Linked DNA regions of Mus musculus: regions 1, 2, 3, 4 and 6 are each linked to region 5. Evidence: chromatin contacts called from public ChIA-PET, Micro-C and promoter capture Hi-C data. All regions are on one chromosome and are shown on one strand. Each heading gives the region's core, a stretch centred on a gene start, on an enhancer-like site or on the middle of the called end of the contact. The rest is flanking DNA. Distances are from core to core; before and after follow the strand shown. Region 1 overlaps Tfdp2 (transcription factor Dp 2). Region 2 has its middle 34 kb from the start of Atp1b3. Region 3 overlaps Xrn1 (5'-3' exoribonuclease 1). Region 4 holds the start of Atp1b3 (ATPase, Na+/K+ transporting, beta 3 polypeptide). Region 5 holds the start of Pxylp1 (2-phosphoxylose phosphatase 1). Region 6 holds the start of Gk5 (glycerol kinase 5 (putative)).

The links. Promoter capture Hi-C pulls out the DNA fragments that hold promoters and counts their contacts. Hi-C and Micro-C count contacts between places; a contact is called where the count stands out from the background. ChIA-PET counts read pairs in DNA pulled down with a chosen protein or histone mark.
Region 1: a contact with region 5 is called in a Micro-C map of embryonic stem cells, with 3 times the contacts expected there. The contact joins the enhancer-like site here to the promoter of Pxylp1 in region 5. A contact is called at or near these places in 1 of 39 promoter capture datasets (3T3-L1-derived adipocytes) and 1 of 484 Hi-C or Micro-C datasets (embryonic stem cells).
Region 2: a contact with region 5 is called in a promoter capture Hi-C map of embryonic stem cells, with 5 times the contacts expected there. The contact joins the enhancer-like site here to the promoter of Pxylp1 in region 5. A contact is called at or near these places in 6 of 39 promoter capture datasets (the 3T3-L1 cell line, embryonic stem cells, hippocampal neurons and 3 more), 4 of 115 datasets of contacts at active chromatin or transcription factors (the SCID.adh cell line, craniofacial prominence, embryonic basal ganglia and 1 more) and 1 of 9 other capture datasets (embryonic stem cells).
Region 3: a promoter capture Hi-C map of pre-B cells shows a contact between it and region 5, with 2.4 times the contacts expected there. The contact joins the enhancer-like site here to the promoter of Pxylp1 in region 5. A contact is called at or near these places in 1 of 39 promoter capture datasets (pre-B cells), 1 of 484 Hi-C or Micro-C datasets (CD4 T cells), 1 of 115 datasets of contacts at active chromatin or transcription factors (thymic regulatory T cells) and 1 of 9 other capture datasets (adipose tissue).
Region 4: an RNA polymerase II ChIA-PET map of memory CD8 T cells shows a contact between it and region 5, with 52 read pairs. The contact joins the promoter of Atp1b3 here to the promoter of Pxylp1 in region 5. A contact is called at or near these places in 9 of 39 promoter capture datasets (the C10 cell line, embryonic stem cells, hematopoietic stem and progenitor cells and 5 more), 2 of 484 Hi-C or Micro-C datasets (embryonic stem cells and natural killer cells) and 3 of 115 datasets of contacts at active chromatin or transcription factors (effector CD8 T cells, embryonic stem cells and memory CD8 T cells).
Region 6: a contact with region 5 is called in a promoter capture Hi-C map of pre-B cells, with 2.6 times the contacts expected there. The contact joins the promoter of Gk5 here to the promoter of Pxylp1 in region 5. A contact is called at or near these places in 4 of 39 promoter capture datasets (the 3T3-L1 cell line, the C10 cell line, neutrophils and 1 more) and 1 of 484 Hi-C or Micro-C datasets (CD8 T cells).

Annotation. Positions count from the first base shown.
Region 1 is chr9:96,228,818-96,231,783 of GRCm38.p6, reverse strand. The region is part of intron 3 of Tfdp2 (transcription factor Dp 2); the gene reads right to left. Among named protein-coding and RNA genes, the nearest start is that of Tfdp2, 34 kb to the right of the region's middle. Within about 2 kb of position 1,448, at least 7 of the 459 cell types and tissues checked have an H3K27ac peak or open chromatin away from gene starts, as enhancers often do. A contact at or near this core is called in embryonic stem cells, where this site is marked.
Region 2 is chr9:96,329,075-96,332,351 of GRCm38.p6, reverse strand. No RefSeq gene overlaps it. Among named protein-coding and RNA genes, the nearest start is that of Atp1b3, 34 kb to the left of the region's middle. Within about 2 kb of position 1,256, at least 7 of the 459 cell types and tissues checked have an H3K27ac peak or open chromatin away from gene starts, as enhancers often do. A contact at or near this core is called in embryonic stem cells, where this site is marked.
Region 3 is chr9:95,957,947-95,961,194 of GRCm38.p6, reverse strand. The region is part of intron 1 of Xrn1 (5'-3' exoribonuclease 1); the gene reads right to left. It overlaps Gm16794 (a long non-coding RNA gene), which reads left to right. Exons shown (of 3, transcript XR_871036.3): 1 at 1-3,248. Among named protein-coding and RNA genes, the nearest start is that of Gm16794, 3.7 kb to the left of the region's middle. Within about 2 kb of position 1,579, at least 44 of the 459 cell types and tissues checked have an H3K27ac peak or open chromatin away from gene starts, as enhancers often do. A contact at or near this core is called in pre-B cells, where this site is marked.
Region 4 is chr9:96,362,715-96,365,871 of GRCm38.p6, reverse strand. It overlaps Atp1b3 (ATPase, Na+/K+ transporting, beta 3 polypeptide), which reads left to right and starts at 1,441. Exons shown (of 7, transcript NM_007502.5): 1 at 1,441-1,826. The coding sequence starts at 1,718.
Region 5 is chr9:96,887,594-96,890,841 of GRCm38.p6, reverse strand. Pxylp1 (2-phosphoxylose phosphatase 1) reads left to right here and starts at 1,368. Exons shown (of 6, transcript NM_001289647.1): 1 at 1,368-1,483.
Region 6 is chr9:96,117,617-96,120,726 of GRCm38.p6, reverse strand. It overlaps Gk5 (glycerol kinase 5 (putative)), which reads right to left and starts at 1,298. Exons shown (of 16, transcript NM_001368879.1): 1 at 1,115-1,298. The coding sequence starts at 1,276.

The DNA of each region.
Region 1 (2,966 bases), core at 199-2,698, 660 kb after region 5:
ACTGTATAGCTGAGGATTAGTCTTCTGATCCTCCATCCTCTATCTTGAGAACGCTGAAATTACAGGAATGCATGACTACTCTTGATTTCCATCAGAATTTTAAAATTTGCTTCAGAGCCTAGGGGAATCCCCATTTTGAAAACATGGCACACAAGCCATTAAGATGGCTCAGTAGATAAAGTGCTTGCTGAGCCAGACTGAAGATCTGAGTTCAAACTCAAACCCACATAAAGGTAAAAAAGGAAAAATTTCACCAAGTTGCCCTCTGACCTTTCCAAGTACACCCTGGCATGCAGATAGTCCCCCACACCATATACACACAAAATATTTTTTTTATTTAGCTCAATATCTGAGTCCTGGTCTACAGGACAGCCAGGATTACACAAAGAAACCTTGTGTAGAAGAAACAACAACAACAACAACAACAACAAAACAAATGTACAAAAACAACTTAACTCAAAGCAAGTTATAATACATGGACTCATTACTATACATTATGGTTTTATACACTAAAGAGTTGTAGTCTTACAATATTACAAACTTGGAATATTCTGTAAACTTTCAACATTTCAAATTTGTAATTTGGTACCTCAAAACTTCTTTTCAAAGATACATTTAAAAGTTTACTGTAATAAAACTCATATGGTCTCAAACTATTGATCATTATCTTGATATTTTGATACATGTCTACATTGTTTTTATAAGTTTTTTATTTATGTGTAATGGTGTTTTGCCTACATGTATGTCTTTATGAGGGCATCAGATCCCCCAAGAAATGTAGTTACAGACAGTTGTGAACTACCATATGGGTGCTGAGAACTGAATCTGGGGCTTCTGGAGAGCAACCACTGAGCCATCTCTCCAGCCCACCACCACCACCACTACCACCATCATCATCACTGGTTTTTTGAGACAAGGTTTCTCTTTGTAGCCCTGACTGTCCTGTAGACCAGACTAATGTCAAACTCAAGAGACCCACCTGTCTCTACCTCCCAAGAGCTGGGATTAAAGGCACGTACTACCACGGCCCAGTCCATGTCTACATTATTAAATAATCACTACAATCATGCTAGTTAACAAATTCTTACTTTTATGGTATGTTGTGTGTGTGCATGAGTCTATGTACTGAGTAGATTTAATTTAGTATTAATCTGTGCTGGTGTATAGCTCAGCAGGTTTTAATTTACACGTCAAAATCTCTGGGTTCAATTCCCTGAACAGCCCCTCCTCTGAAACAAACTATTCTAATCCATAACATAAGGTTGGGGGATGGTTTTGTGCACTGTGTATTCAGATGCTGATTTCTATGCCCAGACATCTGGTTGCAAGGTCAAGCATCTCTGGTCTCAGTGTTATGTAAAAATTGTTTTCTATCATCTCTGATTGGTTAATAAAAGGATAAGCCAACTAGCTGGGTAGAAGAGAATAGGAGAATAGGGTGGAACGTCTAATCCCAGTGAGAGGGTCCCAGAGAGAGGAGGGAGGACAGACCAACAGACAGACAGAGGGAGTAGAAGGTAGAGAGACCATGAATATGAACTAGGAAGATTCGCTGTGAGGTAGCAATGAGAAAGCAGTCATAGGAATGTAACAAATTAGAAGTATGTAACAAATTAGAAGTATACAATACAACAATGAACATCACTGTGCTGCAAATCAGTTCTTCAGTAATTTGAAAGAATTTTAAGGTTTAAATGTAAAGTTTTAAAACTTTGTAGACTTGGCTTTAATAAGTTTTTGTTATTATTTTATATGTATGGATATTTTGCCTGTATGTACATCTATGAACCATTTGTGCCTGGTGCCCACAGAGGCAAGAAGAGAGTATGAGAGCCTTTGAAACTGTTGTTACAGACAGTTGTAAGCTGCCATGTGGGTGCTGGAAATCACACCCAAGAGTTCTAGAAGAGCAGCTAGTTCTCTTAACTGCTGAGCCATCTCTCTAGACTCACAATGGACTATTTTAAAAAACTATGTAATGTTTTACATTATATATCCTTCATAAGCACATACTTAGTCCATTACAATTGAATAGTTTAAGAGCTAATGGTTTCATTAGTCAGTGGTTAAAATCCTTTACTAAGTGAACTTGCTTTTTACCAAAACATTTCTATATACATTTAACACAGCCCAGTAATTCTGAATAATAGATAAATGGCACCTAAAATCAAAATTTTATGACAGAAATTGACACTGAGATGAAACTAGCTTCTCAAGTCTATGTAATGGTGTGGATACTTTGCACTGAGATTTAAGTTTAGTTAGCTTTAAACAAACAAACAAAAACCCCCACTGCAACCAACAGCCATATCATGGCTCCCCTGTACTACTCACAAATATAACGTTAAACATTTAGGCAACTGAGCATCTGTTGATGTGTGCTGTCGTTACTAAGACGCCCACCCAACATCATAAGCAAGCACTTCTGCTACAAAGAGAAAACAAAACTTTAGTCAGTCCTACTTCGAAAAGAAAGCAAAAATGACAGACATTTTTAAAATATATTCATCCCATGATTAATATTAAATACATATAACTTCAGAAGAGTCATTTACATTTTTCTTATTTTATAAAAATAATAGTTTAAAAAAAAACCAAACCACAACAAAAATCACATGTTCACAGTAGAGGGTTATTACTGTTAGGTTTTAACACTGTTCTTCATGCCGTTTCTGCAGCGTAAGCAGCAAACAAATCCACAAACTTAGACACCCATATCTTGGGGGCTGGAGTGATGGCTCAGCAGTTAAGAGCACTGACAGCTTTTCCGAAGGTCCTGAGTTCAAATCCCAGCAATCACATGGTGGTTCATGACCATCCGTAATGAGATCTGACGCCCTTTTGTGGTGTGTCTGAAGACAGCTATAGTGTACTTACACCCATATCTTAACTGTACAGTTAAAAATTAGATAAAGGCCAATTGAGTCTCACTATGACAGCCTAAGTTTTATCTTAGAAGTAAGGTA
Region 2 (3,277 bases), core at 7-2,506, 560 kb after region 5:
CAGAGAAGTGTTGAATCCCCCTGTGACTCAGGGCAGTTGTGAGCGGTCATGTAAGTACTTGCTCTTAAGCCTACATCCTTGGATGGAGAGCTCAACCACTGAGCTGTCTCCAGCTTCTCATTTATGGTTTTATCTCTCATTTATTATCTTTTTTTTTTATGTTTACTTATGTATATGAGTACACTGTAGCTGTCTTCAGACACACCAGAAGAGGGCATCAGATCTCATTACAGATGGTTGTGAACCACCATGTGGTTGCTGGGATTTGAACTCAGAACCTCTGGAAGAGCAGACAGTGCTCTTAACCACTGAGCCATCTCTCCAGCCCCCTCATTCCCCCCCCCCCCCCCCCCCCCCGAGACAGGGTTTCTCTTCTCTGTGTAGCCCTCACTGTCCTGGAACTTACTTTGTAGACCAGGCTGGCCTTGAACTCAGAAATCCGCCTTCCTCTGCCTCCCAAGTGCTGGGATTAAAGGCGTGCGCCACCACCGCCCGGCTATCCTCATTTTTCTAAGAGCTGTTTTTTATCATGGATGGTGCAGAGCCACATTCTGAGGCTTTCAGTGGTCTGCAAGCCAGACCTGGTGGGGCAAGAACCCAACTGTCTCAGGTTGGCTATGTGGGAAAGCTGAGGGAATTAGGTGGCCTTGCCAGCCAGGTGGCACCGCTGTACTTTGGAGGTGGACATTCTCCACTTTGTCATCAACAAAACTCCGTGATGCCTGAAAATTTAAAGGTGACCTTTCCTGGACTTGGACTTTTCCTTTGTGCTTTTTCTGTCTCTTGATTTTGCTGGGTGGTTTCACATGGCCTTGGATTAAGTCACTGTTCTGTTGCTGGGAAGAGACACCATGGTCAAGGCAGCTGTTACAAGAGAAAACATTCATTTGGGAGCTTGCTTATAGTTACAGAGGTGCTCTGGTGGAAAGCAGCGGGCAGGCACTGAAGCAGTGACGTCACACCCTGATCTGCGGGCAGAAGGAAACATGGAGTGGCATGGCCTTTGAAACCTCCAAGTCCACCCTCAGTGACAATTTCTTCTAAGAAGGCCACACCTGATCCTCTCAGTGCCACTCCCTGGCGACTAAGCATTTATATATATGAGCCTCTGGGGCCATTACTCAAGCCACCACAGCCATCCTGCCTCGGCTTCCCAGTTCATATTGAGAAAGTAAAGTAAGGATGGATAATTTGTAGCCTGGCACACGTACCAGACATCACCCTGAGCAACAGTTCTGTGAGACCAGGCTGTCCTGGTCTGCGGAGTAGGAACGGCAGGCCTGCAACCGAGCGGTGCCGACAGTAGGGCAGATCCTGAGTCGGCAGGTTTGGCTCAGGCACCATTTCATTAAATAGTTGTGAACTTAACTAAAGCCTAAGGCCTGGGGATGTTAGGTCAGGGCTTGCCGAGTATGTATGAGGCACGGGATTTGACCCCAGATACATGGGGCTGCAGTCTCGGAGCTAGTGAGTGAGTGCAGGAGCTGGAGAGACAGGCAGCAGAGAGCAGCGGGGACCTCCCAGAACCACCCACAAAGTGGTTCACAACTCCACTGCCAGAGGGCATCCTTCTATCCTCTTCTGGTCTCCTCAGACGCCATGCACATACGTGACAAAACGTCTAAAGTTAAAAAGTTTAAAGCAGAGTAGATCTGTAACCGAGAGCAAAGCTGTCATCTCGAGGTGGATTTTGAAGACTTGGGGCATAGATCCTAAGTCTTAACTGGTTTTCTTTCTGGTTCAGTTTTTGGACTTGGTCCAGTCCTGCCATGTGACTTCAGCTGACCTCAAGTCTTCAGGTTGTTTTGTTTTTTTGTTTTTTCATCTGCTGAACTTAGGAGTGCCTGCTTAACTTGAAGCATACTGAGTGAAAGGACACAGCCTATTCGAGTTCATTAACCCAAAGGGAACAAGAGAGGGCCTAGGAGTTAGCTCGGTTACACAGATGGCAGCGCTGGGTATGGGCAGAGGTGGTGCTCAGGAACAGGTCATTCCAAATGTCCCTCTGGATCTATTGTGGAAATGTTTTGGGAGGCAGAATGAGCTGGGTCTATGTCCTGTGGGTAATGAGGTGGATTTAGGAGTGTAGGGTAGTTGAGTCTGTGTTCTGTGGATAATAAGGTGGACCGGGAATGGGAGCCATAGGCCAATTGGCATCTGCTCCAGGCTTTCCTCAGAATGTAGGATATACACAATGTTGTCTGTGCATTTCGCTCTCTGGCGTGGTATGATTGATCCAGCAGCCTCCTCTGCAGGCTGTTCCCTCAGACCACAGAAAAGGATGACCCAGTCAGCTTGCACTTCAGTCACTGAGCCCAGCACTTAGCCCAACTGGACAGGAGATGGAGAAGGTTTGGTGTCCGTTAGTTGATTGAATCGTGGTATTTTGAAACAGTGTAATATTCCTAATGAAAGGAAAAATTGGGGGTACTTTTAAAAAGAGTTCCAAGCTGTTTTCTATGTGGGTCTAGGAGCTGGAAAGTTTTATATTGGTTACAAAATTACTGTAATCCCCCTTTGACTACTTGGGCTTCCAGGTTTTTTCTGTTTTTTGGAGCAGGCACCTATCTGTGTGCTTAGTCCTACCCAGAAGGCTCTACTAGGATTCAAAGTAGTTTCCTTCAGGTGTTTGGATCCAAGCCTTGCGGGGATGCCTGGCACTGAAAGTAACACCTCCGTGGAGGCCATCCCACAGTCGGGTCATGAGACAAACAGCATGCGCCAGCTTCCATTTTGAACAGAAGTAGAGAACTGGCTATTCCATTTGTTTGCTTAGAAATCTTGGGCAAACTGCTTAGCTGCTGCGCTACAGTTATCTGCAAAGTGAATCCCACCATTGAGAGTAGTCAGAGCACACTGTGACATACACACTCTAGTGCTGCACCTCCTTTTGAGGCTGTGGGTTTGCTGAGAGCATCCTCCTGCAAAATGAAGATGACCCTGCTGTTTGGCTGCTGAGACGGAGTGTTTGTTGCTTGGAGAGGTGAGTGGGGCCAAAGACTGAAGCAGGCGGATCTCTGAGTTTGAGGCCAGCCTGGTCTACAGAGCGACTTCCAGGCCTGCCAGGGCCACACAGAGAAACCCTGTCTCCACAAACCAATAGAGAAAAAAGAAAAATCCTTTAACATAAGCAGTTAATAAAAATCTCGATGATTCCATTCTAAACAGGTAAAGACAGTATCATAGGTGCTCTTTGTAAAGTAGCCTTCTCCAGCACCTCCCAGAGGCTAGAGCAGGAGAGGGACAGATGGATACAGAAACTATGTTAGGGTCTCAC
Region 3 (3,248 bases), core at 330-2,829, 930 kb after region 5:
TAAGAAGCCTGGCTCTCTGATGTGGAGCTGGGCATTGAATTCCAGTGCCTACATTCTAGTTTATGTGTGAATTCATGAGAAGAGACAAGAACAGGTGACTTAAGAGAGCAGAGAGAGGAGGTATTTTGAGGAAGAATATTTTGATGATCTAGGGCAAGGAAAGTCTCAAATCATAAACAAATAAATACTAAAATGGCTATGTGAGAATGTATTGTTTCAAATCTATATTAGACTTATAGGATGGCTGAGTAGGGTACTCCATGCCCATAGTCCTAATATTTGGGAGACAGGCAGAAGGTCTGTGGTTCTAGTAGAGAAAGAGAATGTATAAAATGTTTCACACAGGAAGACCAACAAGAAAAGTTGTTTCAGATACAGCTCTCTTACTTCAGAGGCTCTGTAACAACTTGACTATGTATTTGTGGCTCAATTTTCTCAGGCTTCAGTTACAAAGACCAAGTAGAAATTCTATGGGGCTACCTACAGTGAGGCTGGTGGTAAAGCCCAGTAGTTCCACTATTTAGGAGTTGAAGACAGGATTAAGAGTTTAAAGTTATCCTTTGGTATATAGCAATTTCAAGGCCAGTCTGTGTTACATGAGATCCCATCTCAAAAAGTGCAAAATACTATGATTGCTATGTTAAATGAGTGAGCACAAGCATATAAAAGATTTTAAAATTTTAGTTCATAATAAATATTTAACAAAATTCAGCTATCATTTTTAAGATTTAAAAATAATTCAAAATGTGTGTGTGTGTGTGTGCACGCGCGTGTGCACTCATGGAAGTGCCCATGGAAGCCAGAAGAGGACCTCAGGTCATGTGGAACTGGAGTTACAGGTGGCTGTGAGCCTCCTGAGGATCTGGTACTGGGAATTGATGCCAGTCTTCTGCAAGAACAGCAAGCATTTTTTACTGGAGTCCTCTAGTCTCAATGGCTTAGCTATTTTATAGCATTGTACTAGGTCAAAGAGCTGTTCAGCTCTAAGAATTTATGATGCTAGTTTTATGATCTTTGTAAAGAAGACAGGTCAAAAGTATGTGTTTACCTTCTTTCCTTTCTGAACATCCATCTTATAGGCAACCTCAGATAAGCACAATTTTCTACTAAGGAGTGAATAGGCTTGTACTAGTGGATTTTTAAAAAGAAAGACTTTCTGCACATTAGACAACAGTTATCCCAGGGCTTCATGCATATTAGTCAAGTGCTGTGCCACGGAACTACACCCTGACCACAACTGTGATCTCCTCCCTTCTTAGGGTGATGATACTGGCTCTAAAACCACACCAGAAGCTCATCTACAATGAAATGGGATGTAACTGTCAGCAGAATAGGCCACCAGTGTGGCCTCTGTCAGCAGTGTAGCCTGAAGAGTTCTCAGAATCTTGAGGACATCTGGGTCCTTGCTGTCCACAACAGAAGAGAATTCCCTGATGAGTGAGACTGAACCAGAGTTAAAATAATTTATCAGCCAGAAAGACAAAAGGTACTTGAAGTAAGTCAAGTGTGGGTACTGTGAGAAGAATGTCTGCAGAGCAGCAGATGTGGTTGGAGGCTTGCTGGAGGTTGGTCTGCTGCTACTTTGTAGTCAAACACTAAATACTAGCCAACAAGCATTTTCTCATGCACACCAAATGATGTTGTGTACACTTTGCTCGTTTCATTCTCTAACTGGTGAAATAAAAGTGGCTGACAGTCAATTTTACTGGGGAGAAAAGAGGTAGGTGGGGCTTCGGTTCTCCAGCTGCGGTCAAAGGTGGGGGGGGCAGGGGAGAGAGAGAGAGAGAGAGAAAGAGAGAGAGAGAGAGTGAGAGAGAGAACGAACACACTCAGAGAGAACACACAAAGAAAAGACAGAAAGGGCAGGGGGTCTCCATTAGACGGAATTGACCAGAAGCATGCGGCCAAGAGAAGTGCCCCCTGAGGACAGACTGATAGACCAAGTTAGCCCGGGCGAGACTCAAACAGTAAGTAACTTGGGGAACACACTGAGAAATAGCCAGTCTAGCGTAGAAAAATATTTTAGGGATTGTGATGGCTATTCCTGGTTATCAATGTGACTACATCTGGAACGAGCTACAATCTAGAAATGGAGGGCACACCTGTGACCCAGATCTTGAGGTTGGAAGACACAGGTTTTTGACTTAGATCTTGATGTGGAGATCTTGAGGCACAGTGGCCATGAAAAGCTTAGGTCCAGGCAAGGTAGTATAGGCCTTTAATTCCAGGAGACTGAGGCAAGCAGGTTACTAAATTCAAGGTCAGCCTGGAACAAAGCAAATTCCAGATCTAGGCGTGGGTACGCACCTTTAATCTGGGCCACACCTTCTGCTGGAGGCCTACATAAGGACACTGGAAGAAGGAAGATTCACTCTGCCAGCACATCTGTTGGAACCTACTTCTACAGAAGACCAGCTTAAACAACTAGCCTCACAACTGGGTCACAAGGAGGCTAGACTTGAATAGTTCATTAGCCATTTTTAACAGTCCCGATAGTGATGCTTCTTAGAAAAGGAAGTCCAGCTTTTATATAGGACTTCGGGGCTTTTGAGATCCTACTTGTGGCTTAGTGCTAGAGACTTGGAGACATCTATACAGTGCATGGCTGTAGGCTTCTGCTGAGGCAGTCTCTCAGCTGTGTTCGCTGAGCCCCTTCCCGCACTCTTATTGCTCTGTTCTTGTTCATACTTCCTGCCTCTTGTCTCCTGTCTGAATGATCTTTTGGCCCTAGTCAAAACCTAGTTAATTTGGCCTATAAAATGGCTCATGCCTGACAATCCAAGTTAGATTCACGGAAGCCACAGTAGAAGGGAAAACCTCACTCCTGAGCATTGTCCTCTAGCCTTTACAGTATGCACCCTGACAGGCTCCCACATCCCACACATGCATCATTCATAATAAACATGTACTAATAAAAACTTGTTTTGCCCCCAGCAGTTTTGGGACATTAAACTCTGCACCTTTATGTTGTGCAAGTGCTGTATCTGAGCCACAATCCCAGCCTCTGCCTCTCTCTCCCCTTTTTCTGTGGTGCTGAGGAATTAAACCTTAGAACGTCACGCTGCTCTGAAAGGTTTTACTGTAAAATAGCCTGAGTTACTCAAACTGTTCTTGAACTCATTTTGCAACCCTGCCTCTTGAGTAGCTGGAATGTCACGTCTAGGTCTTGAGGTGGGGGTGACACATATGATAGATATGGCATTCAAGTCTTTGCTTTGCTTTGTTTTATTTTGGGGTTGGGGGCAAGG
Region 4 (3,157 bases), core at 192-2,691, 530 kb after region 5:
TTAGACCAAAAAAGTAACCGGAGGCAGAGAGAGGTGAGTGCAGGCCTTTAAGTCACAGCACTCCAGAGGCAGAGGCAGCACTCTGTGATCTGGAAACTAGCCTGGTCTGCAGAGTGAGTTCCAAGGCAGCCAGGGCAACACAGAGAAACCCTGTCTTGGAAAACAAACAAATAACTGGAGGGCGGAGGATGTAGTTCAGTTGGTGACATGCTTGTCATGTGCATGGTCCTTGGTTCCCTCCTCTCCCAATAACCCTAACCCCAGAAAAACAACAGTTGAAAACAAACAAAAATCCCCTGTAAATCAGGCATGGTAGCACATGCCTGTGATCTCAGTACCCAGGAAGTCGAGGCAGGAGGACAAGAGTGTGGGATACACAATGTCAAGTCAGCTGAAGCTACACAGCAAGATTCTGTCACAAACAAAACCAAACTGGATTTTGGATAGTCATAAACGTATGGGTGGGCGTGGTTAATGAAATTATTGCAAACAAAATGGGATTGCATTTATTCATTCATTATTGCTATTTAACAGAGGTTATTTAACATCTCTTTTCCGGAAACAAAAACAAAAAATCAAAATAACCTCACCTTCTGTTCAAACTTCCATTTTGAGTCTTTTAAAATCCCATTTATGGTGTTTCAGAATTTCAGAATGCAGCCTGAATTCCTGGCTCCGCCTAGGCGTAGCGGCCACCAGTGGCAAAGAAAACACCAGCCGAGTGGTTCAGGCATCTATCCCTAACTCTAACAACCTTAACCTTGTACTCCATCAAGTATTGTAGTTAACAATTGGAGTGACCGAGCCAGAAAAGAAAAAAAAAAAAAAAAGCAAGGCTTTAGTGAGCGGAAATCTTGGGAAAATATTTATATTGATTTCATTGATATGCTCGACTGAATCTGGAGAAAAAGTATACTGTACTCCATTTGGTTAACGATAGCATATTTAGAATAAAACTGCCATGACCCTCAGGCAACCCAAAAGCAGCTAGTCCACACTAGACGCTACAAACGCTGCCCGAGGCCCTGCAGCAGGTGCCGTTTAAAGACGTCACAGAGCCCCAAGGAGAACGCGCCACGGCGTATTGCAGAAGGCTCCGGGGCCAAGTATGTGCTCCAGGCTTTGACCACTAAGTCTCAGGCTGGGCTTCCACTAAGCCCAGCCACGGCCTGGGCTTCCAGTGGAGAGCGCTGTAGCCTCCTACGCCCACCTTCCTCGGGCCACCACCCTGCCGGTCAGTGTGCCCGGCAGACTTCCGCCCGCAGCCCCGCCGCGCTGGCTTCCTCGCACCTGGGCGGGGGCTACAGGGGCAAGTAGCCCGGCTGGGGCGTGGCTTGGCTGGGGGCGTGGCTCTGGCGTCAAGGGCGGACCTTGGAGATGTGGGCGTGGCGTGTTGTCGGGGGCGGGGTCATCCGGGCGGCTCTGGGCCTTTGGGCCGCGCCCAGCCGGGCGGGAGGCAGCGGCCGCGGTGCGCGCCAGCGGCGCGGGGATTGGCTGCGGCGGGCGGAGACGTCAGGCTCCCGGGGCCCCTGCGGCCGCCCGGCGCGGCGCGGCGCAGTCGGCTCTAGTGGTCTCGTAACGAAGAGTTGTTCCCGGCCGTGCCGTCCTCCGCTGTTGTCGCTGGGCTGCGCCGCCGCCGTCGCCAGGACGCGCCGCCGAGCCCCTCGTCGCCTCCAGCCCCGCGGCCTCCGTTCACCTCGACTTCCACACGCCCATCATGACGAAGACTGAGAAGAAATCCTTCCACCAGAGCCTGGCCGAGTGGAAGCTGTTCATCTACAACCCGAGCAGCGGAGAGTTTCTGGGGCGCACCTCCAAGAGCTGGGGTGAGCGCGCGGCGGGGCGGGCGGCGCGGCGGACGGCCCCATTCATTGCGGGCGGCCCGGCGGTCCGGCTCCGAGGCTGGGCGGCCGCTTGGCCAGCCCGAGCGGGGCACACGTGCTGCCGGTTCCCGCCGCGAGCGGCGCCGGAAGCGGGACCGGCCGGCCGGGCCGGGCCTCCTTTGTAGGGCGCGCGCCCTGGAGGCGCGGGCCGCGCGGACTGGGGAAGCCGGACCTGCCCCTCGCCTGCCTGGGGAGAGGAAATTTCCACTGCCCGCTATCTTGTGACTCGGCGGCGCTGCCACCCAGACGGCCGGGACAGTGCGGGCGAGCTCCGGGCGTGTGTGGGTTGCAGGGACGTGTGACGGGGAGTTAATCACTGGGGCACATTGTCCGCGAAAAAGCACTTGAATTCCGACTGAGAAAGGCCGGCTCCGAGAGGGCTTCTTCCTCCTCCTCCTTCTCCTCCTCCTCGGAGATCACAGCGCTTTTCTGCCTTGCAGATTTTGCTTTGGGGAAAGACGGTCCTATTAAACACCCCCTCCTCCCGTACCTTCAAAACATCCGAGTGGTGGTTGAATGTTAACAGATTTTCTCTGTGCGAACTCATTGTTTTAAAACGAAATAGTGAATCCGAGTTGATCGGTCTTCTGGGTTTTGTGCTGCTTTTAAGGTGAGGGGTCAAAAAAAATGTTAGTGAAGGTGGACAAGTGTATTCCATTTATTGCCTTTCTATTTAGACAATTTTACCTTTTTGAAATCCTTTTTTAAGAGTATTTTGTTAATGGGTAAGGACAGATTTTTTTTTTTCCATTCTGAGTAAGAATGGATTTTTAGAGCTGAGAGCCGTTGGGGCATGGCATTTTTAAGAGAAGCATTGAAGACCATAAGTGAGATATGGCTCACAAAATGACTTGTTCACTGAAGTGAGCTCCTCTAGGGTGCAAGGCTCTTTGACACTCTATCACAAGCTGAAAGGAGCCATGGAAGGTTTGGGGGGTTTTGTTTTGTTTTCTTAAATTCCAACCTCTAGTTCAGAAATGAAACCCAGAGGTTGTGATTCTTTGTAAAATTACATATTCCATGGGGCCAAGAAAAGAGCCCAGTCTCCTTTAATCCCAGTCCAGTGGTTGTATTATTTTACGTATGCCTTGCCTGACTGCCCAGTAATCATGCACAATTTTTATTTAAATTGCTGTCTTTTCTTGAGAGCTCTGTATGTGCTCAAGAAATAAATCTTCCACCGCGGTTAAAGGGAGAAGGATGAAGATAATTGCTTGTTTCCAGAGAGCACTTTGAACTGAAGAGATTTTTGGGTGGTGGAGAGAGGTTCATTT
Region 5 (3,248 bases), core at 119-2,618:
AAGCTGACAAGCCCTGCCCTAACCCCCTTTTCTGATGTATGTATGTATGTATGTATGTATGTATGTATGTATGTATGTATGTATGTATTTTGCTTTGGGCTAGTGTGGATGGAGTTGTCTGTCATCTGCAGCCTGTGTGACTTGTGAAGGAGTGGAACTTGGAATTAGAGCAGAACTGTCAAGAGTCCGTGGCGAGAAGGAAGAGTCTGTGTTGGATAGGATGCCTGGACTGTGGTGGTCCTTGAGGGCCAGCCCAAGTAGGAATTTAACGGGGAGTGAGATTTCATGCTCACGTATTGGAGAAAGCTGTCGCTAGTACTGAAGGGATAAGCAGGCTGAAGGTGGTGTTGAGCCTGGGTAATTGGGTGAGAGGGATAGTAACTAGTGTCCTCAGGCAAGTGCCAGCTGGCCATCAAGGCATTGAACAGAGAAGGCATTCCAGATGGCTGGACCATGGGGGTAAATGGAATGCAGGCTAGGGAAGTAGAATCTAGCTGATTTGAGGGGAGAAATTGGAGGTAAAAATATGGATAAAATATAAAGTGTTTTGATTTAGTCACTATCGAATGAGTTAGGGAAAATCAAGTGATGCGCTACCCTCAAAACCGCACCTCTTTTGCAGTTGAGAGAGGCACAAGGGTGTCACTGTAGTCCCAGAACTGACAACAAAGGCAATCTCACAATTGTGGTTGGTGAGATCCTTTTTTACAGCATTTGAAACAACAACAACAAAAGACCCACAAACACAGCTTTATAGAACGAGTGCTGCGCGGGTCTTTGGCTGGCAGCCCTGGGGTCATGCAGAAACGCCCCCGTGACACAGCCACGACCTCTCAAGGGTGGATGCCTGCAGGCCTTTAGGGACAAAACTACTGCCAGGTCTAGAGTAGACACAGGCCGGATGTGGCCCGCGCCGGAAGAGAAGCGCGGGACAGGCGCTTGGGTGGAGGTGGCACGGTGGCTAGGATATGCCAGTTTTGAGTCCACGAGGCACCGCAGGACCCACATCCGCAGCTAGATCCGCGGCGCGGAGTTAGGCACGCAGTCACAAAGCACCCTAGCCAAGGCTGGGACGGGTCCAGGGCAGTGTCCTGGGGCCATGGCACCCTCCCGGGTCCTAAGTCCGGCATAGGGAGGAGCATAGGCCCTGTGCGCTCCGAGTGCGCGCGCTTTCCCGGACCCGGACGGCGCGACCGGAGCCTGTCTGGATGACTGTTTGGACACTCCAGGCCATGTGTGCCTCCAAGGCCCGGGATGCGGGTCGCCGCAGCCTGCTGGTCCCGCACGGCCGCCTGCGGGGCGGAGCTCCAGGGCGCCCTGAGCGCGTCGGGCCGGGCAGGGACCCGGCGGTCCCGGTAGGGGGCGCTGCGGAACCCCGAGTTTGGCGGCCTGCGCGCGCCACCGCCGCCTGCACTCCCGCCAGGAGGAGCTGGCTGCGGGTGGAGATCCCTACGCACAGCGACGGAGGCCGGGACCGTAGGCGGTGAGTGTGGTGCGCGCCGGGTCCCAGCGGTTGTGAGGCTTCTCGCAAGGCGGGCTTGTGTCTAGGGTCTTGGGGGGCGACCCCGGAGAGGTGTCCGCGATGCCAAGATCCGGAGGCAGGGGCGGGCTTCCAAGCAGCGGGTGTGAGCCCTGCCACCAAGCTCTTTCCCTTATCTACGCGCTCCCCAGTTGCCACCTCTCCCCATACCCTCCCCGCGTTGGAGAGGGGTCCCTGCCCTCCGATCCGTCTCCCCTTTCTCAGCCCTGCACCCTAGAAGCCTGCCCGCACACCCCCTTTTCTCCCTCAAGCCCTCCCACGCCTACCTCCTCCTGGTTGCCTGCCGCTCGCCTCTCCCTCCCAGCTCTGCTCCTACGGTCCCCGCCGCCACCCCAGCGGGGTCCCATTCTGCCTAGGCGCTCCTGCTGAACGACTCAGCGGGAATCTGAGCTCCGGGGTCCCCCTTCTCCCGGCTGTCCCATAGCTGCAGTGTCCAGGTAAAAAGGGGCTGCAACTTCAGGGCCTGCCCCGGGGGTGGGGCTGGTGCTTCGCCAGCTACCTGCTGCCTGCGGCGCAGGAACCCTGGGCCCAGCCCAGGGCCACTTCACGCGTGCAGGTTATGCTTGCTCAGTGTTCTGTTTAGGACAGTGTGGTTACTTCTTTGCTTGCTTTTGCTTGGTGAACTTGGATAGGTTGCGATTTCTTAAAAAGAAGCCGGCTTTGCTACCCACAAATATGGAGCAGGTTTTCTTTGCTGCTGTGACTGGCTGTCAGTAGTACCTGTGGATCGGGGAAGATTTAGCTATGCTGGGGAAATGGAGCCACATCCCCACTCTCTCACCACAGCTCTGGGAACGTAACTGTCCCCTCTAGGGTGGGCCCGTGTCTTTGTGGAAAGGCAAGGATGCTTCCTAAACATTCAACAGGTAAAAACCAGTTAGGAATCTGGATCAGATCTGGTGTGGATAGGGAAATGTGGGATGAGTGAGTGATCAAGGAGGGGCTCTGGGAGAGTTCCATGGCTTAGGGACATTTGTTGCTCTTTGCGGCAAGTCCCAGGCTGGACCCTGACTATGGACTAGACAGTGATGAGCCCAGCCTACCCTCTGGAACTGTCGGTCGGGCTTGGCACCAGCCCCCTCCTCAGAGGTGTTGGTGCCCTGTGGTGACATCTGTGGGAAGAGGATTTAAAGCAGATGGCTTGGAAAGCCTCATGGTCCCCGGAGAGAAGTGGAGATGGCATGGTGACAGCCCAGCGTGTGCGTTCACCCCTTCCCTTCTGGGGTCTTTCATTAAATCTTAGATTAAATTAATTGCCTAGTCAGAGAAAGAACATATAAAGGGTATTTCTCTTTTAGGATTGGCTCTGGGCCAGCCTGCCCTCACAGATACCTTGGGAGGCTGCAGATGGGAACCCGTGGCAGCGTGGACCGCCTGGAGCACAGCACTCTGGGCTGTAGGACTGCCCTGTCTCTGTGGTTTCTCTTTGATGGCTCTGGTAGTGATTAGTTCAATATTCCTTTTCTATTGAATAGATAAGTAATTAGCCAAGAACACAGTGGGGCTCAGTAGGGCCCTTCTGAGTGTTCTCAATTTCCTGTATGAATCTTCCTGTCCTCACAGTGATAGGCTGCTCTCAGGAGTCCTTCTGGCTAGGATTGAATACCTGCAGGGCTGGGGTGACCTTTAGGACCTGGCCAGGTGCCCCTGCCTGTTACTCAATGTTTATTTAAAAACAAAAACAAAAACAAAAACAAAGCAAACTTCA
Region 6 (3,110 bases), core at 49-2,548, 770 kb after region 5:
TGTGCCTTAGACCTGTCCTTAAAGGTTGGGACAGGGATGGACTGAGTGGGTGGGCAGTGTTCCGACACAGCTGGCCAGAGAGAGAGCGAGCAGCGCAGTTGCTGCAACTCACCTCCTAGCTCAGATCCCTGAAGGGAACGTCTAGTCTATTTCCTCAAAGTAAATTCTTAAGGCAGTCACTACTTAACTTTTACCCTAGTCGATGTAGGATAGCACAGGGAAAAAAGGGGGGAGCCCAGTGCTGTAAGGAAGAAGTTAAATGGCTCTCATATCCCTTCGCTAATATTTTAAACATTAGAAAATGCTAGTATTTAAAGGAGTAAATAAGAACACTACACTCAATCAACTGCATTGACCACTGTATAGAAATTAGCGCTTTATTAAAATGGGGGTTGGCTGTTAACTAGTATCATCTGAGGTTTAAGGCTTTGCTAACAAAGACCAACCAATGCTTTGGCAGGCTTCTCAAGCCAGAAGATACTTTTTAATGAATTCTCAAAGATGGAAAGAAATAAGGATAACAAAGCTTTCAAAATGTGCTCAGTGTCTCCAATATCCATGGAAGTTAAATGTTAATGTGAGGACCTAGCACTTTTACGAACGCAACCAGTAAGGTGGCTTGGCGGTAAAAGTACTTCTGCCAAGCCTGAAGACCTGAGTTCAATCCTAGGGACCGGGCCAACATGGTGGAAGGAGAAAACCGATGCCCAAGAAAGTTGTCCTCTGACTCCTAAATGTGTGCCATATAGCACGCGAGCACACACAGATACACAAATAATAAATGCAACGAATTGTTTAAATAACACAACCGAAAAAAAAAAACCCACAGTTTTATATTCCATCAAAATCTGAAGAGCTAAAAGGCATAAAAGGTCGACGAGGAAGTGCAGAAAAACCACGCAAATCACTAACCACCTTCTGTCCACATATACACAATCTGCCCGCGCTGCCCCGAGAGTCACCTCGGTTCCACCCAGGTAAAGCTAGAGCGCTGAGTCCCGCGGGACAGGAAGCGAGAGACAGACACCGGGCCACGCCGGCCCGAGCCCCCCAGAGGTGCAGGAAGAGCTAGGGTGCAGTCAGATCCCGAGACCCTCCCGCCGCGCCTAGTCACCTTCTGCGCGCTGGAGCCTCGCACTCGCGCCGTCTGGTCATAGACGTGGCAGCGGATCACCGTGCTGCCCACGTCCAGCCCCAGCACGAAGCGGGAGGGCGGCGAGGCCGACGCGCTCAGTTCCTCTCGCTGCCGCTCTGCACGCTCCTGCTGCCCTGACATCGCGACCCCGAACACTGCAGTCGCCACGGGCCGGCCAGCGCGGAGCTATAAACGCCAGACCCCGGGCGGAGAGCTCGCGGCCCCGCCCCTCCTACACCGCGCCCTGTCCCGCCCCTCGACGAGTTAGGCTCCGCCCCTTCACAAGACCCCGCCCCGCCTCGTTCAGCCCCTTCGGGAAGCCTTGCTACCCCACGCTCCGCCCCTAGCACCGTGACGTCAGGGCAGCGCGCCGAGCAGCTCGTGGGAATTTGGCAAAGATGGCGTTTACCGCAGCGCTGTACTGGATGTCACCGTTCAGCGACCGTTACTTTGAAACTTTTTAGTTCCCTTCTAGCCCAGATTACTTTTTTACGAATATCTGTTAGGAAAAATCAAGTGAGATGAAAAAATTTTAAACTTTTTTTCATGTTCACTTAGTTTTTTGCCTGTATTTATGTGTGTGAGCCACATGTGCCTGATGCATGTAGAAGTCAGAAGAGGACCTCCGACGATTGCAAGCTTCCATGTAGGCAATGATAACCAAACCCCGGTCTTCAGCAAGAGCAACTAGTGCTCTTAACCAGTGAGCCATCTTTCCAGTCCGTGGGAAGACATTCAAAAGTATAGGAGGTTCCTCATGAAGTCTTCCCAGAAAAGCTTGCATGTATTACACAACGATGAATAGATGTCCAAGTTTTGTATGGCACTAAAGGGCCTTTGCCGCGACACAAAGTTTAAATTTCGTGAGAATGTTTTGTGGGTAGCTTATCAGCTTAAAGGAATATTTTCTTGTTTATATTACTCTGTTAGCCTACTTGCTTCCCAGAGATTTGCCAAGTTGGATTTGGGTTGTCACTTGAAGCTTGACTGTGAACACCATATTTATTTTTGTTTGTTTGTGGCTTCTCTTAATAGTCTGTCTCTACACAGCAATGCCTATTTGCACCATCTGGCACAGGTCTGCCCTATATCGTTGGTGACCAATTGGTCATGCATGAATGTGTGTGTGTGTGAGAGAGAGAGAAAGAGAGAGAGAGAGAGACTTTCCAGCGTTGTATGCATGACTAATAGTCCTATGCTGTCCGATTCTCTTGAGAAACTGAAACTGTACAAATACCAGAGGGAAGGCAGAGCCAGAACCTGAGAGCCACAACTGAAGTTTGACCTTGTTCCTCAAGGCAATCTCTTACTAGGACCAAAGGCTCCCTAGGATTCTATATGCTCTTGTCGTGAATAGGCACCAAACTCTGGTCCTCATGTTTGACTGGCAAGCACATTACCTACGGAGCTATCTCTCCCAGTTCCTGAGGGAAAGAAACTTTAAAGAATTGGTTGTAGGTCCAGGCAAGCTTAGAAACTTGTAGGGCCTGCTGGCAGCCTGGAAAAGAAGGCACACTTCCATGCTTACAGTTTTGATTTCCTCCTTCCCGAAGCTTGCCTTTGCCCTTTTCCAAAGCTTGCCTGGTGTTCAACTAATCGGGGGAAGCTCAGTCATGTGTGTGTGTGTGTGTGTGTGTGTGTGTGTGTGTGTGTGATATCTTTACTGGGGATACAGATTTAAATGTCAATCACATCTAAACTACACCTCCCACAGCAATGTACAAGTAACCTAGTCAAGCTTATTCATACAGTTAGCCATTAGTTTCCCTGCTTACAACTAAGAAAAGTTCAGTGTAGGCAGTGTTAACAGTTGGTGTACTTCTCACAGAGGTATTTCTTGGGGGTTTTATACTCTGCGACTTTGTGATCATTTTCGTAAGGTCAAACATCAGCAGTTTCTAAAGTGTGAAAGAGCAGATCTTAAAAAATACTTAGTCTAGAGTTTTTAAAAAGTTTCTCATTTTTGTTTTATTTC